Regions from separate parts of the Mus musculus genome. Here region 2 is linked to region 1. The links are chromatin contacts, called in public promoter capture Hi-C maps. All regions are on one chromosome and are shown on one strand. The core of a region is the stretch at or near the end of the contact, and the rest is flanking DNA. Distances in the headings are between cores, read along the strand shown. Region 1 holds the start of Aplp2 (amyloid beta (A4) precursor-like protein 2). Region 2 holds the start of Fli1 (Friend leukemia integration 1).

Region 1 (7,187 bases), core at 2,955-5,454:
AGAAGTTAAAAATCTGATCTTTGTATTTGGAAAAATTACATAACCTTTCACATACTAATGCCAATAGTTCAAAAGCATATTAGCTTTTTTACAAAAGTGACCTGATCAACTCACAGGCTGATACACAGAACACAGAATAATATTTCAATATTAAATCTCCCAAATCCTAACTGTCCGGAGGTTATGTAAGAGAACGCCTTTGCTCTAGGTCTTCAGGGGCAAAGAGGGTTGTGTACACAACTGACTTCTAGGCAGATCAGTTGCAAATATAATAATGGTAACAGAACAAATGATAAATTCTTCCCCCACTCCAGGGTGCTGGGCATTCTGCCATTGAGCTACAACCAGACATGTGAAAGCCAATTCTAAATATTCAGAATGTCGACACTGAGTGCAGGTAAATTCCATGAGAGCTGTTTGCACAATTTTGCATTTTTGTAGGCTTGAAATCATGTCTAAAACAATTTGAACTGAAGAAACAGCTAACAAGGGAAAAAAAATAGCATTTGAAACTGTGCTTTGAGGAAAAAAAAAGGCCACTGTCCCCTTCACCCCAAGAAACACACAAACAAAACTAGGGTTCATGTCAACAACCTGAAGCAAGACTACTGGGGGAACATGGCAATATACTCAATAACTGTACTAACAATGCGTGTGGGACCGGCAGTGAACAAGTGAAAGATAAAGGCTTGCACGGGTAGTGTTTATTCAACTGTCTAGCAGCCACATCAGAGCGCAAAGAAACTGAAAAGTAATGCAAAGGCACGTTAGCCAATGCACCAATACAAAAATTGAGATACTTTAATATCTTCATACTAAATCCTCACATCCTGGTGTGTGTTACACTTTATAGCACATCTCAATTCAGAAGCTACACTTTCATAGAAAAATACCTGATTGGCATTTGGCATTTTATCTAAAAAAAAAAAAAAAAAGGCTTTTAAAAGCAGACTCTGGGCTGGTTGGTGGCAGCACACGCCTTTAATCCCTGCACTAAGGAAGCAGAGGCAGGTGGATCTCTGAGTTCCAGGCCAGCCTGGTCTACAGAGACAGCCAAGGCTACATAGAGAAACCCTGTCTGGAAAAAACAAAACAGATTCAGCAAATTCAGTTACTTCAGAGCTTGTTTCCCCAGCAGTGTGATACCTCAGTGGACAAAGGCACTGTTGCCATGTCTGACCAACTGAGTTTGCCTGACAGGGCCTGCAGGAGAGAAGTGACTCCCATACTTTATACGTTGTCCTATGACCACCACAGTGACCTCAATACACAAAATAAACAAATGAATGCATCTTTAAAATATTTTAGAGTGAGAGCGGGAGAGACACAGTATTGAAAAGTACTTCTCACTCTTCCAAAGTGGGACCTGAGCCTGGAGCCCATAACCTTTATCAAGTGGCTCACAATTCCTTGCAGCTCCTGAGAATCCAAAACCTCTTGGCCTCCAAAGGGCACACATGTACCATACTCTTAACACAGACACACATGCATAAATAATAAAATACATCTTTTAAAATATTTTAAAGTCTTTTCCCCTAACTTTCAAACATAAATGGCATTGAAGAATTCCTTCCTCAACCCTGTAAGTCCCATTATGTTGACTGCTTCGTTAAGATGGGAATGACATGAATTCTTCTACAGAAGAGCACACTGATGAACCTAGTTTAGTTCCTGTTGCCAGCAGTGTCTTTAAAATGCACTTGCAATAGAAGCATTACCCTGATACAACGCCACCTTTCACAAGTATCTCAGAAAGCAGGTTCCACTTCGGTTGTCATTCTTGAGTTTCCTGGACACTGCCCACCAAAGGATCACTTTCAGATGTAGCAGAGTAAATTCAAGTTCTGGCTTTCAGAAGCTCAAACATCCATAGTAAAGGGAGCAGTTTGGGCACACACTTGGGTCTTGCACACAAGAAAATGTGCCCTGGGAATTATGAAAGGAAGTGCCCAGAGCAGAGAGGTGTTATTAAAAAAAAAAAAAAAAAAAAAAAAAAAAAAACAGGTGCAAAAGATTAATTTAGTCAACACCAAGCAACACTAAAGATCCGCCAATCAATAATTCTGTGCCAAGCAACTTGATCAGGGATTTGGCCAGAATCCCCTTGGCTAATCTCAATAAGGGCCTTCTCAAAGACATCATGATTTAAACCATTCTCATCTGAATTATGGCTTTAGCAATCCTCTGCTTGACAGCAAATAAGCAAAGAGAATGTACACATGTGAATAAAACTCTGCCAGGCAGCCAAAGGAAAGACCACTTGAGACAATGACAGTGTGAATAAAAATATTGTTCCAAGGAAGTGAAAAGTCTACAAAACTCCATTTTAAAAGCATTCTGCAAAAATGTTTTTTACTTTGTTTAGACAAACTTTTCAATTGAACAGCGTGGCGATCTGTCAAAATTAATCCATAACAACTAATTCTGATATTGGTATTTTTCCCCTGGAGACATTAAATATTAAATGGATTCTTTAAAACTGATGAATTCTTTATTGTGAATTCACTAGTACCTAAAGTTTCTCACACCGCTGGAAAGTGAGGTGGAGTGTGAACAATGGTTTTTGACACTGACCCATTAAGTCCCACCCAATATATAAAACTCGGTCTCCCCACCCTTCTCTTCTTATCCCCGCTCAATGTAGCTGTTTCCCAGTGACATCTTATCAGGGATCACAGATACAGCCCTACCAACTGTGTGGAAGCTGAAAGAATCGAAAAGTTCGTGTGTATAAACATTAACTGTTTCTACTTAAGACTTATCTTTTTTTCCCACCTCAGTCAAAAAGTTTCAAGCAAGATGAATACAAAGATTGTTTTAAGATGTGCCATCCGGAAGATTTTTTTCCTCATTAGATCTTTTTACCAATAGAAATATTTACACATTCTGTAGAAATGAATTCACTCTGAGCCGGGTTTTTAATTAGAACATTCTCAGGTCATGCCTATTTTATCAAACGCAATCTCTGACACTGGCTCAACGTACAGAAAGCCACGGTGGGTTTTTTTTTTTTTTTTAATACAAGCAGGCGCAAGAAGAAATAAACAACACCAGAAACACACAGTCCAGTCCTACAGTTCAAGCATTATTTCGAGAAAGTAAGTAAAAATAAAGTCCCATGTCTCCCTAGGCGACAGAGGGTTCTTGCGGGGAGGCTAGGTGCAGAGCAAGCTGCAGTACGGGTTCCACATCCGACATCCTGGCTCTTCCAGCGGCCTGAACTCCCGCCAACCACCTGGGACCCTAGACGACTTCACCAGGTTAACGGGGGTGACCTCTGGTGCAGAACAATCACTGTGACCCTGACCCACGTAAAGTACCCCCTGAAGCTTTCCAAATGTACTGGTGGATAGCTTCAACGTCCCCTGGGAGGAGGAAAGCCGGGCTCCCTAGTTTGCCAGACTTGTGCAAACGACTGGGAGGCAAGGGAGGGCGCAGAGCGCCCCGCTGCCCTGGCGGCGCCTCCTCTCCCCGCTCCCTCGGCATCTCGGCCACTCGCCAGGGCTGGAGCCGCATCCCCGCTGCCAAGTCCACCTGGTCAACGACTGCTGCGCGCCGACCGTCAAGGTGCGAGCCCGAAGCCCAGGCCCCCGACCGCTGCGGGCACCGGGGACCCGGTGCAGGCCGCCCCATTTAGAGCGCCGCGGGGCCGCAGGGCGCACGGCTGAGGCGCGCACGGCCCCGGGGGAGGGAGAGCGCGCGGTGCGGTGTCCCCGAGGATGCGGCGGCGCCGCCAGCGGGTAGGGGGCTGGGGCGGCCCCGCAGCCCCGACGCCTTTCATTTGGCCTCTGCGGCGACAGAGGCAGCCCGACCTCGGCGCTAAGCTCTGCGCAAAGCTGAGGCGCGCGGGCGGGGTGGGGGGAAGGCAACCCGCCGCTGCGCCGAGCCTCGCGCCGCGCCCCCGGTCCCACGCCCGCCCACAGGCCGTGCTCCCGGGCGACCGGAGGAGACGCAGATCGGGAGCTCGCCTGGTCCTCACCTCTATGTAGCCAGCCAGAGCCGCAGCGGGCGCCGTGAGCCCGAGCAGCAGCAGGACAAGAAGCTTGCCGGTGGCCGCAGCGGCCGCGGTCCCGGTGGCCGCCATCCTTCTCCAGGTCGCTGTGGCGCTGGGCTCTCCCCGTCTCTCGCACAGCCAGGCTACAGCGCTTCCCTACCGCGACCCAGAAGCGTCTGAAGCCCGTTCGCCGCCGCCCCGGGGGTTTTACATCGACCGGAACTGACTTCACAAAACCACGCCCCTCTTCGACAGGACCCAATACGAGCCGGCATAACTGGCCTAAGATACCTCCCCTTGTTTAGCCCAGGTCCAATCAGAGCACGGATACACCGACTCCCCTCCCCGCCCAGCGCGTGCCCCCTCGTGGCCCCGCCCCAAGCCACGGCCAGCCCCGCCCCCGCTCTGGACCCGAGGCTGGGGGCGCAGGAGTCTTCGCGGGTAGACCGTGGGCCGCTGTTCCCAGGGCGGGAGGCTCCTGTTTGGTTGTCTCCTGGGGTGGCTCTACATCATCCACCTTCAGCATCGGGATTTGGGCACGCCCCACTCCCCTAACCCTGCAGGATATTTTCCATATTCCTTTGGGTACCGCCCTCTTTGGGGCTTCTGGAAAATGTTTTAATTAAAAACAGGATGAATTGTTGGGAGTTCCGGACGGTTTGCAGAGGACCGACCCTGTCGCCCTGGAGGATGAACGCCGACATTCTGCTCTCCCCAGCGCTGCACGGGGCGCGCTCTTCCCCCCCAGACCTCTGCGCCCTTGTTTCGCCCCTGAACCCGCAGTGTCTGCACACCGCTGACCTCTGCTCCTTAGGTCCTTTCCCTGCCCCTCCTCGTCGTCACAGCCCCTGCGGCACAGAGAGGCCTTCCCCGCCGAGGCCAGTGGCGCCAGGCCACTGAAACACAAGCTCCCACCCCCCCACCCCCCTTCTCATGTGTTTCAGGACAGGATTCTGGCATCATTTTTCTTCAGTTTAAGATCTCTAAAGCAAAAGACACGCTTTCTCTCTTTTTTCATGCTCCCCAGCATCTTGGTTCCTGGGAAAGCGGCCTGCTGCCCCAGTTCACAACTGGCACCTTGTCCTCTCCATCACGAGGGCTCTGCTGGCTTTGTTTCCTTTCCGTAGCGGGTGATTTATGTACCACCCTCTGCAGAGACCTGGACTCATTTCTTTAGCTTCAACCATATCAAGAACCAAGTTCCTCTCCGCAGGAAGCATCTTAGTGGAGAGGGAGAGACAGTGTCTATAGTGGGCAGAGTGGGACAGTAAGGACCCTGTATTTTACAGATGCATTCTGCAACTGCACGCCAACGTAAGCAGTCCCGCTGTGGTCAAACTGGCTCTGCCTCATTCTCAATGGATGCCAGACACCTTTCCATTGCACAGCCCTTCCTGCTCCTGCTCCATTCCCACAATCCTCCATTCCACCTACAGGAAACACCTTACACAGATGTCATTTCACCCACCTCAGAATGCTGAGAGGGCTGTATCATACCGTGGCACTTTCCCATGGCTAGGTCTCTATGTCTCTCACATCACTGACAAGACATGAATTACGCCCAGTGAGTCTCCAAATGGGGACCTCATTCGATAAATGTTAGTACTCAATCCAGAGGCCCTAGAATTAGCATGAGTTTAGTACTGAATTTACCTTCACTCTCATTTATACATTGAACAAATGTGGCACTTGTCAGTGGGGCCTTTGAAAGGTAACTGGATTTAGTTGAGGTCATGGATGGGGGGCATTTCAGGACAGGATTAGTGGCCCTTAGAAAAGATAAGGGAAATTAAGATTTTGCCCTCCCTTTCTGGATCTTCCCCTCTCTTCTCTGTCTCCCTGCCCTTGTGAAGAAATAGTAAAAGCATCTAATATGTGGGAGGGGGGAAACGAATTTAGGAAATGACGTAAGGGAATTTCAGCCTAAAGCAAGTTGGAACTGGAAAAAGTTTGTTTGCATTTTCAGACATTGAAGAGTATTCATGAGAGGTGATTGACACATCGACCATGTTCTGGACTCTAAAATGCTACTCTATCTTTATTACATGATGCTGTTGGAGTGTGTCTACTCTTGCAGCTCTCAGACAGTAAATTTTCATCCCAAATGTGGTCTAGGTCTAAGAATCCTTTATTATCTTTGTGCACAAAAGTAAAAGGTTCTAAGATAATCATTTTGTTCTATTTTCATAAGACTCAGACTTTGTCTTCCACATACATTTAAGGCATATGCATTTCTTTGTTTTAAAAGGCCCAGAGTTCATGGTTGTATTTCTAACTTGTGCAGGAGTCTTCGATCCTCTGTGTATACCCTATACATATGTGAGATGCAGACTATGACTGCTGCTCCCAATTGAAGATGCGTTTCAGAGTCAACTATGAATTTTATTACAAAGGACCACAACTCCAGAAATTCCGATTCTCTAATATACATATATTTATGAAGCTTCCTAGGAAAGTCTAATTACTAGTATTTTATTTTGTTTTATTTTATTTAAGTCTGGGAACTGAACAGAGGTCTTCCAGCATCCTAGGCACACTGTATCTTTTGAGCACACTTTATCTTCAGTACATTCCCCACCCCACCCCACCCCTTTTTTTTTGGGGGGGGGGGGTTTCGAGTAGACCAGGCTGGCCTCGAACTCAGAGATCTGCCTGCCTCTGCCTCCCAAGTGCTGGGATTAAAGGTTCTTTTTTTATATATATATATTTTTAAGATTTATTTATCATTGTATCTAAGTACACTGTAGCTGTCTTCAGACACACCAGAAAAGGGCATCAGATCTTATTACAGATGGTTGTGAGCCACCACGTGGTTGCTGGGATTTGAACTCATGACCTTTGGAAGAACAGTCAGTGCTCTTACCCGCTGAGCCACCTCTCCAGCCCCTGTAGGTTCATTCTTAATCCTCTTCCCATGATCCAACTGTGTAAAATTTCTGGTCAGTGATTCCAGGTTTTAAATAATTTGTACATGTTCAGTTGCTACACTTTATCATCCACTAAGAATTTAAACAAAGATCACCTTCTCTGTTCAGCTGCTAATGCCAGAATCCATATTTCTTTTCACATGCTTTTCCCTGTTTTTAGTTTATTTGGTTTTTGGTTTTTTGGTTTTGGTTTGGTTTGGTTTGGTTTTTTGTTTGTTTGTTTGTTTGTTTGTTTTGTTTTTTGATGGCTTTTTTGGCTCATGAAT
Region 2 (7,187 bases), core at 2,399-4,898, 1.3 Mb after region 1:
ATGAGAGGTACACCACAAATACATACCAAAGTCATGAAATTCGCAGAATGTTAAACTCAGACCTATGTCCTGTTAACTGTGAGCAACAGATCTTCATCAGTACGAAGGCAAGAATGCACTAAGTTCAACGAGTGAGCATCCACCTAAAGCAGCAGATCTTATCTCACCCTCTCTTCGGCTTATCTAAAGAAGCTGCTTTAGACCTACTTTACAGATGAGAAAACTGAGACCCAGGAGTTAAGAGCCTTGCCTTAACACACACACACACACACACACACACACACACACACACACACACACACACACACACACACAAGTAGTACAAATGAAAATGAAGCTAGGTTTTCTCCCAGGCCTTCCTCTCTTTCCGTATTCCCCAGGTTCATGCACACAGGTTCTAAAACTCTTCTCTGGTTGATTTCCAATCTTTGATGGTGCACTTTACCTTCGTAGTTCTACAGATGGCATCAATCTGATCAAAGAAAACCTGCCTAGAACTCAGATGCAGTTTGAAACCAGGTCATTTCTTCAAGCAGCAAGCAGTATCACGTGCCTTCTAACACTGATAATATCGCTGTGGCGAGCAGGGGTGGGGTAGGGTGTTGTTTAATATGTCAGGTTAACTTGTCTATAGCTAAAGAAGAGCAAACAAACTGAGGCTTTCCATATGAGTTCTCCCATCAGACATTCTTGGAAAAGCAGGGGCCCTAACTTGGAAAGGCAGCATGACTGGACATTTACAACTCCCAAAGATAGATGCTAAACAAAACAGGAGGCTACTGTAAAGAAAGCCAGAGTTCCCTGGCACCCTGAACCATGTACACCCTGGGCATCAAGACCCACAGGTATTTTCAGATTGAGATTGAGGAAGATGCAGGCAGGTGCATAAGATCACATCCCAGAATCACTCAGTGCTGATTGTCCCAGGCTGTTCAAACTGGCGAGCTAAGTGCTCTAGGTCTGTATCTACAGATTTACATTTGATTGATAGTATCCTCTGACCTTTGTCCATGTAGGGCAGGATAGTGGTTTAGTACACAAGCAACTGGGACACCAGTGTAAAGTAGTCCCATGGGATTTTTATGAAGATTATGAAGGTCAAAGATGTCCTATAGCTGTAAATTCATATAATAAGATCACAAGTTGGTTGACATTCCTTCCAATTCAGTGCCTTTCAGTATCTACACCAAGCATGGCATTAAACCATCATGTAAGTGGGGTCTAGGACCCCCCAAATCAGAAGGTCACATATAAACAAGAACCTATGGCTTCTACATAGCTAAAAGGCTAAAGGATACACGAAAGACTCAATCTTCCAGAACCTTTGGTATCCAGAAGATGGCTTGAAAAGCGATTGATCTATAGGTAGCCTTGGAGTTAAGTCTCCCAGGTGAGAAACAAGGTATTCCTTGGGAGGTCTGGGGGGGGGGCTCATGAGCTCCTGTTAGTTATTGACCCTAAAAGAGCCCTGACCCCCATCTTTGGTATGGAGTGGCAGCCTCCTGGTCTAAGGTTGCCCTTGAGGCCTGTCATGCCCATCCCATTGTGCACAGTGTGGGGTTAACACATCCTGGGTACACAGACCACAGCTTCCTCCAGAGCTCAGGGCCTGTGCTTAGAGGTCTGAACACTGCGCAGATATTGCTTCACTTCTTCTCAGAGTGTCCACATTAAGCCTCTGGAGCCACATTACCACCCTTTAGGACCTAGGGGAGTTTGGGGGGGGGGGTTGTGAGTAGATAGTGTTCTGAATGGGGGTGTGAAGATTTTCGAAGGACCATCTGGTTACTGAACCTGAGGGATGTAGGCACTTGCAGGAACATACCAACAGGAAGCAGAGAAGCAGGGCCCAGGGACCTGCACTGTCAGGTCTCCAGAGCACACCCCTTAGGAACACTCTCAAGTCAGGTTTGAAAAACCTGTGGCTAGGTGGTTGTGTTAAAACCCCATTACAATCGGCTATCTCATCTGTCTTTGAGTTCCTTCAGTTGGTGCCTTTTACCTAAGTCAGCATGTTTCAGAGAAGGAGGGAGGGAGAGAGAAGGAGGGAGGGAGGGAGGGAGGGAGGGAGGGAGAGAGAGAGAGAGAGAGAGAGAGAGAGAGAGAGAGAGAGAGAGAGAAGAGACTCTTAGAAAATAAAAACACTCTGACCCCACCCAGAAGATAAAAATCTGTTAAATTCTCTAAAGCCAACAACACCTTCACCTCCTCTTCATCAAGCCATGAGAGGGAAGTGGATTCCTCTGGGTTCTGGAGAATGGCGGCTCTGCCAGTCCCCACCTCACCAGCCTGATAGTTTTTCCAGAGCAATTCCTGCTTGATATGCAGCCTTGAAGCTAACGTCTGCTCTCATTCATTCTCCTAAGTCCTCTTAGGCTAGTCACGTTAGGGGGTGTCCCTCGTCTCTGCTCCTGGCCCTACTTCCCCCTTTCGGAGGGAGCACTCGGCCTTTCTGAAGCGTGACAGGGAACCCAGACTCACAGGTCTGCTGGTCTGCACTTTGCAACCTAGACCCAAGCTGGGCCGGCGCGGGTGGCGGGTGGGGGTGGGGGTGCAATCGGCAAGCCCCAGGCCATAGACTCTGAACCAGCCACCGCAGGGGGACAGCTGTTGAAGGAGTTTAATTCTTACTGAGAGGACAGCTCCTGGATCCCTTGCTCTAAAGCAGGCGCACGCACAGTGTGCGGGATCTGAGGCACTGAGGAGCCGGAGAGCAAGGAGATTCCTAACCCGAGGAACTGCGAGGCGGGCCCGTTAGCTCCAGGCAGCCGGCGTCCGCAACTGCCGGGCAGCAGCAGTGAGAAGGGGGGAAGAGAAACCGGTCTGGCTGACAAGTAAACAGGGTCTTCCATCTGGACCCGCCGGCTCAGCCGGATCCTCAGACACCCTCCCTTGCACCCCTTGCCCTCCCGCAACTACTCCTCCAACTCGCTCGGAGGGTCGGGGGACCCCAGCCAGAGGCGAACGCTGCTCCTGCCCGCGCAGATCTCGGCCTCTGGCGTGAGGAAGCTGGCCGCCAGACTAGTGCCTGGCGCCGGGGCCAGGTCGTCTGGGTGCCGGGTGGGAACCGACCCGGCGATCTCCCGCCCGAGACTCTGCTCCGCGCCCCGGGTCCCCAGGTTTCAGCTGCCGGGTCTCGCAGCCCCTTCGGGCGGCACAGTGGGAGCCTGCGGGATTCCACAGTGGCGCAAGGAGTGAGGGGTAGATCGCCCTGGGCGGGAAGGCTGGCCGGCCTCCTCGGAATGGGGGACTCGCCACCCGGAGGAGACCGCGCGAAGCCGGGGCGCGGAAGGAAGGGAGAGCGGCCACGTCTTCCGGGACCCCGGCGCCCAGCCCTCCCGCCGCCCCGGTCGGCCCTCTCCCCGCGCCCACTGCCCAGCCGCTTACCTTAATAGTCCCGTCCATTTGGCCAAGTCTGCAGCCGAGCCCCCCAATATTCCACACATTGACCCGGTTACAGCCTGACCTCGTAGCCCCTTCAGATTAGCCCGGCGCGGCCTCTTTGGCGCCCTGGGCCCTCTCTGAGTGCCCCCTGCGAGCGCCCTGCCCTCGCTCCCCTGTGCACGTTTGTTGTTGTAGCGGATCGAAAAAGAGACAGTTAACCGGATGAAACTTTTTTTCAGCTAATTTTGGGAAGTGACTTCACTTTGCGATCGGGGAGGAAGTCCTATCTCTCTCTCTCTCTCTCTCTCTCTCTCTCTCTCTCTCTCTCTCTCTCTCTCTCTCATCTCGCCCTCTCCACTCTCTGCTCTCTCTTGTCTTCCCTCCCCCACACCCCCTCGTCCTCTCCTCGCCCTGCTTTTCGCATCACTCGCTATATAAATATACGCGGGATGCCCAGTTACATTCATGCACTGCGCACACAGGATACTTGCTCCTGGGAGATAAGAGCTGGCCAGGAACAATGACGGGGTCCACGCCCAGTATCCGCTCCCTGATTCCTGAAGTCTGCAACTCCCCCATCACCTTCCCCCCAAATCCAAAGCCAAACGCCTCTGGCCTCTTTCCTTTCCCTTGGGCCTTTGGCCGAAGGTGGCCCTCCTGACTCATTCACTTTCCGTTTCTTCCCACAGATACATTCATTAATGCTTTTTCCAGCCGGAGTCAAACTTTTTTGGGGATGGGAGGAAGACGGCGGAAGAGTTTGTTAGAACAGGGGATAACCTGGCGATGCTGACCGCCAGGGGAGATTCGGATGCAGATCAAGGCAAACCTACTATTTTTAAAAAGGAAGGAAGGAAGGAAGGAAGGAAGGAAGGAAGGAAGGAAGGAAGGAAGAAAGAAAGAAAGAAAGAAAGAAAGAAAGAAAGAAAGAAAGAAAGAAAGAAAGAAAGAGAGGAGCCGAAGAGAGTTTTTGCATCTAAGCGCTGGTCTCCGGATAGGCTCAAAGCGAATTCTGGGTCCCGCGGACCTGACCTGTCAAGGGCTCAATACCTCAAGCTTTGTTAGCAGAGAGATGCCCATGCTTTGGCGCGCCTCGACTCCGGGCTCCACAGCCCGCTAAGGAGGTAGACCAGCCACAACCTAGGCTTTTTGAGTTAAATTCTCTCACCTATCAGGACCCGACGGCCCAAGTTCTTCAATACCATCGCAGCCCCCAAGGAACTGACACCAGGGCGAGCTTGCCCTCCACACTACGCAGCAGGACCCAGGAGCGCGGCGAGCCGCGGCTCAGCAGAGACCCCACCTTGGATGAGAACGGGCAGTCTAAGGGTCCAAGCTAGGGACTGTCATTCCCAACCAGCGGCGTGGCCCGCTTTACCGGCTCGGTTCTTTCTGCTATCCCCCGCGCCTCCCCTGCTGGACCCAGGAGCTCTCTTGTTAAGGCTTCTCTGGGGTATCGGCGCTGGCGGCCTGACTCCCATCTCCCAGACTTTGAAAACAGGTTACCTTTTTCCACGCTCTTCAGACCACGCTGTGGACTTTCTCACTATTATTTAAGAGTCCTCCCGGGAAAAGAGGGGAAAAATTCCAGAGCAGATCCGAATAAATTGGAAAGGAAAAAAAAATCAAGAGGGTGTCCACGGCGGCAAGAAGGTGACTTATTAATTCTTTATTTCTTCAGGAGCAATTGCGCTCGCTCGCTCGCCTCCCTCCCTCCCCCCTTCCCCCTCTCCAAATTAGTCTCATCAATTCAGCTCCAATTTGGGGTTCGAATACAGACACGGGTCTGAACGTGACCAGACCTGGAGTGGCGGTGCAGCCTGCCAGCAATTGAGACTCGGTTTACTGTGGGGGGTGGGGTGGGGGCCGGGCCCACTCCCCCTCCTCCTGTCTGCTTCTCAATCCAGGGGTCTGCTCCGGGGCTCCCCTGGGACCGCCACATCTGGTTACCGCTAGCGGGGTCAGTCCCCCCCCTTTGCCTGGGGCCACCAGTTCTGGAGTTCAATTAAAAGAAATCAGGCTTAACCCTTTCCTGCCTGCGGCCGGGCTGCCCGCCCTCTTGCTCTTCCCTTCAGCGTTTCCACATGCTTTCCAGAGAGGAAAGAGGTTAAAGGGAAAGAAGAATGAATTACATCCTTTCAAACCCCAAATTGTTTCCTTTTCAGCCCAGACATTCAAACGACAACGTAGCTTTCAGGAGGGTGCACCCAGGCTATACTGAGCCTCTTTCTGTCCGAAAGGAGTGTTTACGTCTCCCCGCAGAGGGTCTCCTTCCAGGCACTGGACAGTTACAAAGGCCACAAAATAGCCAATCCACATTTAATCACCACGCCCCCCGCCCCGCCCCGCCCTGCCCCAAGGGCCAAGTGGCAGACAATCACCAGGTTTTCCTTTCGGCTTCTGCTGATCTGGCAAACGACAGTCACGTCCATTGCTGAATAACACTCACTGGAATAATTCACTTGGAATATCCCCGAACTTCATTGAGCCCAATTCCTTCTCAACAAGAATTCTTGTTCAACAAGAATCCGGATAAAAATGAAGACTTGAACCCCCACCTCAGCTAGGGAGTATTTTTTTGTTTGTCTCTGCCTGCAAACCGGACACTGAAGCAATTTCACAATTTTGGGGCGTAGGGGCGCTGGCATAGGCTCCCCCGGGCATGACAGGCTTAGGCATCATTGCAATCTATTGACATTTTACCACCGACCCCTCCATCGGAACCTCCTCTCATTCACAGGGTTCTCCACACAGAAGAAGGCACTGTCCCCCAGTTTTGAACAGATCTGGGATAGAATGTCGGGTTCCTCCCATCCCTTGCTGTTGCTCTGGTGGGCGAGTTTGCCCGCTTATGTAACTCTGGGGATGGTGCTCCACTGGATCCTCCTGACTCTCTTTTAAATCCCGAAGGGGGGAAAAGCCCTAACCAAACACAACAGTAAACAAGTCTGCCCTGTTTAATGTGGTTACCACCAGACATCTGGAAAGATGGTTTGATCCTGGCAGCTCACATTGTTTTCATGAGCAGCCAAAGAGAATATTTTGAATGTTTGCATTGAGACAAATTGATAGAGAGCCTGCGGTGAGGCCTGCTGCAAATGAAAACTGTCTTGTGCTGGAGAGGGCAGGTCCCTCCCCTTCTCTCGCTTCTCACTCCCCTTCCCTTTCCTACCCCCCCCCCCTTTTGGCTCTCACTGGCTCTTCCCTTCCCTGTGTACCCGTCCAGCTCAGGAATGGCAGCCCCTGCCCACACAGTGGTGCACACCCTCTTTCCTGGCGCTCTAAGGACTGTGGGCTTCACTCTTTCCCAGACTGGGCAGGGCTGGGGGCTGGAGGTTGGGAGATGGTACCAGTACCTTTGCTGCTGTTCCACCAGCCCATTCTTGATTTTCAAATCAGGGGAAGCTCATAGCTCAAGAAGCCAGGCTAAATATATTTTTTTTAAAGGTACAATCTGGAAAAGAAAATTCCAACAACAAAGCATCCTGACACACGTTTCTAAGTTGTATACACTTAGGTGACTAGTTAAGAAACATTTGAATTTAGCGTTTTCATTAAAGCACTGAGGAGACGACTTGCTTTATATACACTTGACAATTTCAAAGATGCGGAAGTTCTGCTTCCCCAGGGAGGGAAACGGCCGACAAAACGTGTCTTGGCTCGCTCAATGTCAGCCCTTTTGACCGGGTCAAGACTTTCCAGACGCAAGCTTCCCGGGCTCCTTTGGTCCTAGACTGGGACGGGAGTGGGAGGACAGGACAATCGGAGCCCAATCCCTGGGGTGCCTTCGGACCAGATGACAT

The links. Capture Hi-C pulls out chosen DNA fragments and counts their contacts.
Region 2: a contact with region 1 is called in a promoter capture Hi-C map of adipose tissue. The contact joins the promoter of Fli1 here to the promoter of Aplp2 in region 1.

Annotation. Positions count from the first base shown.
Region 1 is chr9:31,207,644-31,214,830 of GRCm38.p6, forward strand. It overlaps Aplp2 (amyloid beta (A4) precursor-like protein 2), which reads right to left and starts at 4,205. Exons shown (of 18, transcript NM_001357698.1): 1 at 3,980-4,205. The coding sequence starts at 4,084.
Region 2 is chr9:32,537,804-32,544,990 of GRCm38.p6, forward strand. It overlaps Fli1 (Friend leukemia integration 1), which reads right to left and starts at 3,649. Exons shown (of 9, transcript NM_008026.5): 1 at 3,388-3,649. The coding sequence starts at 3,405.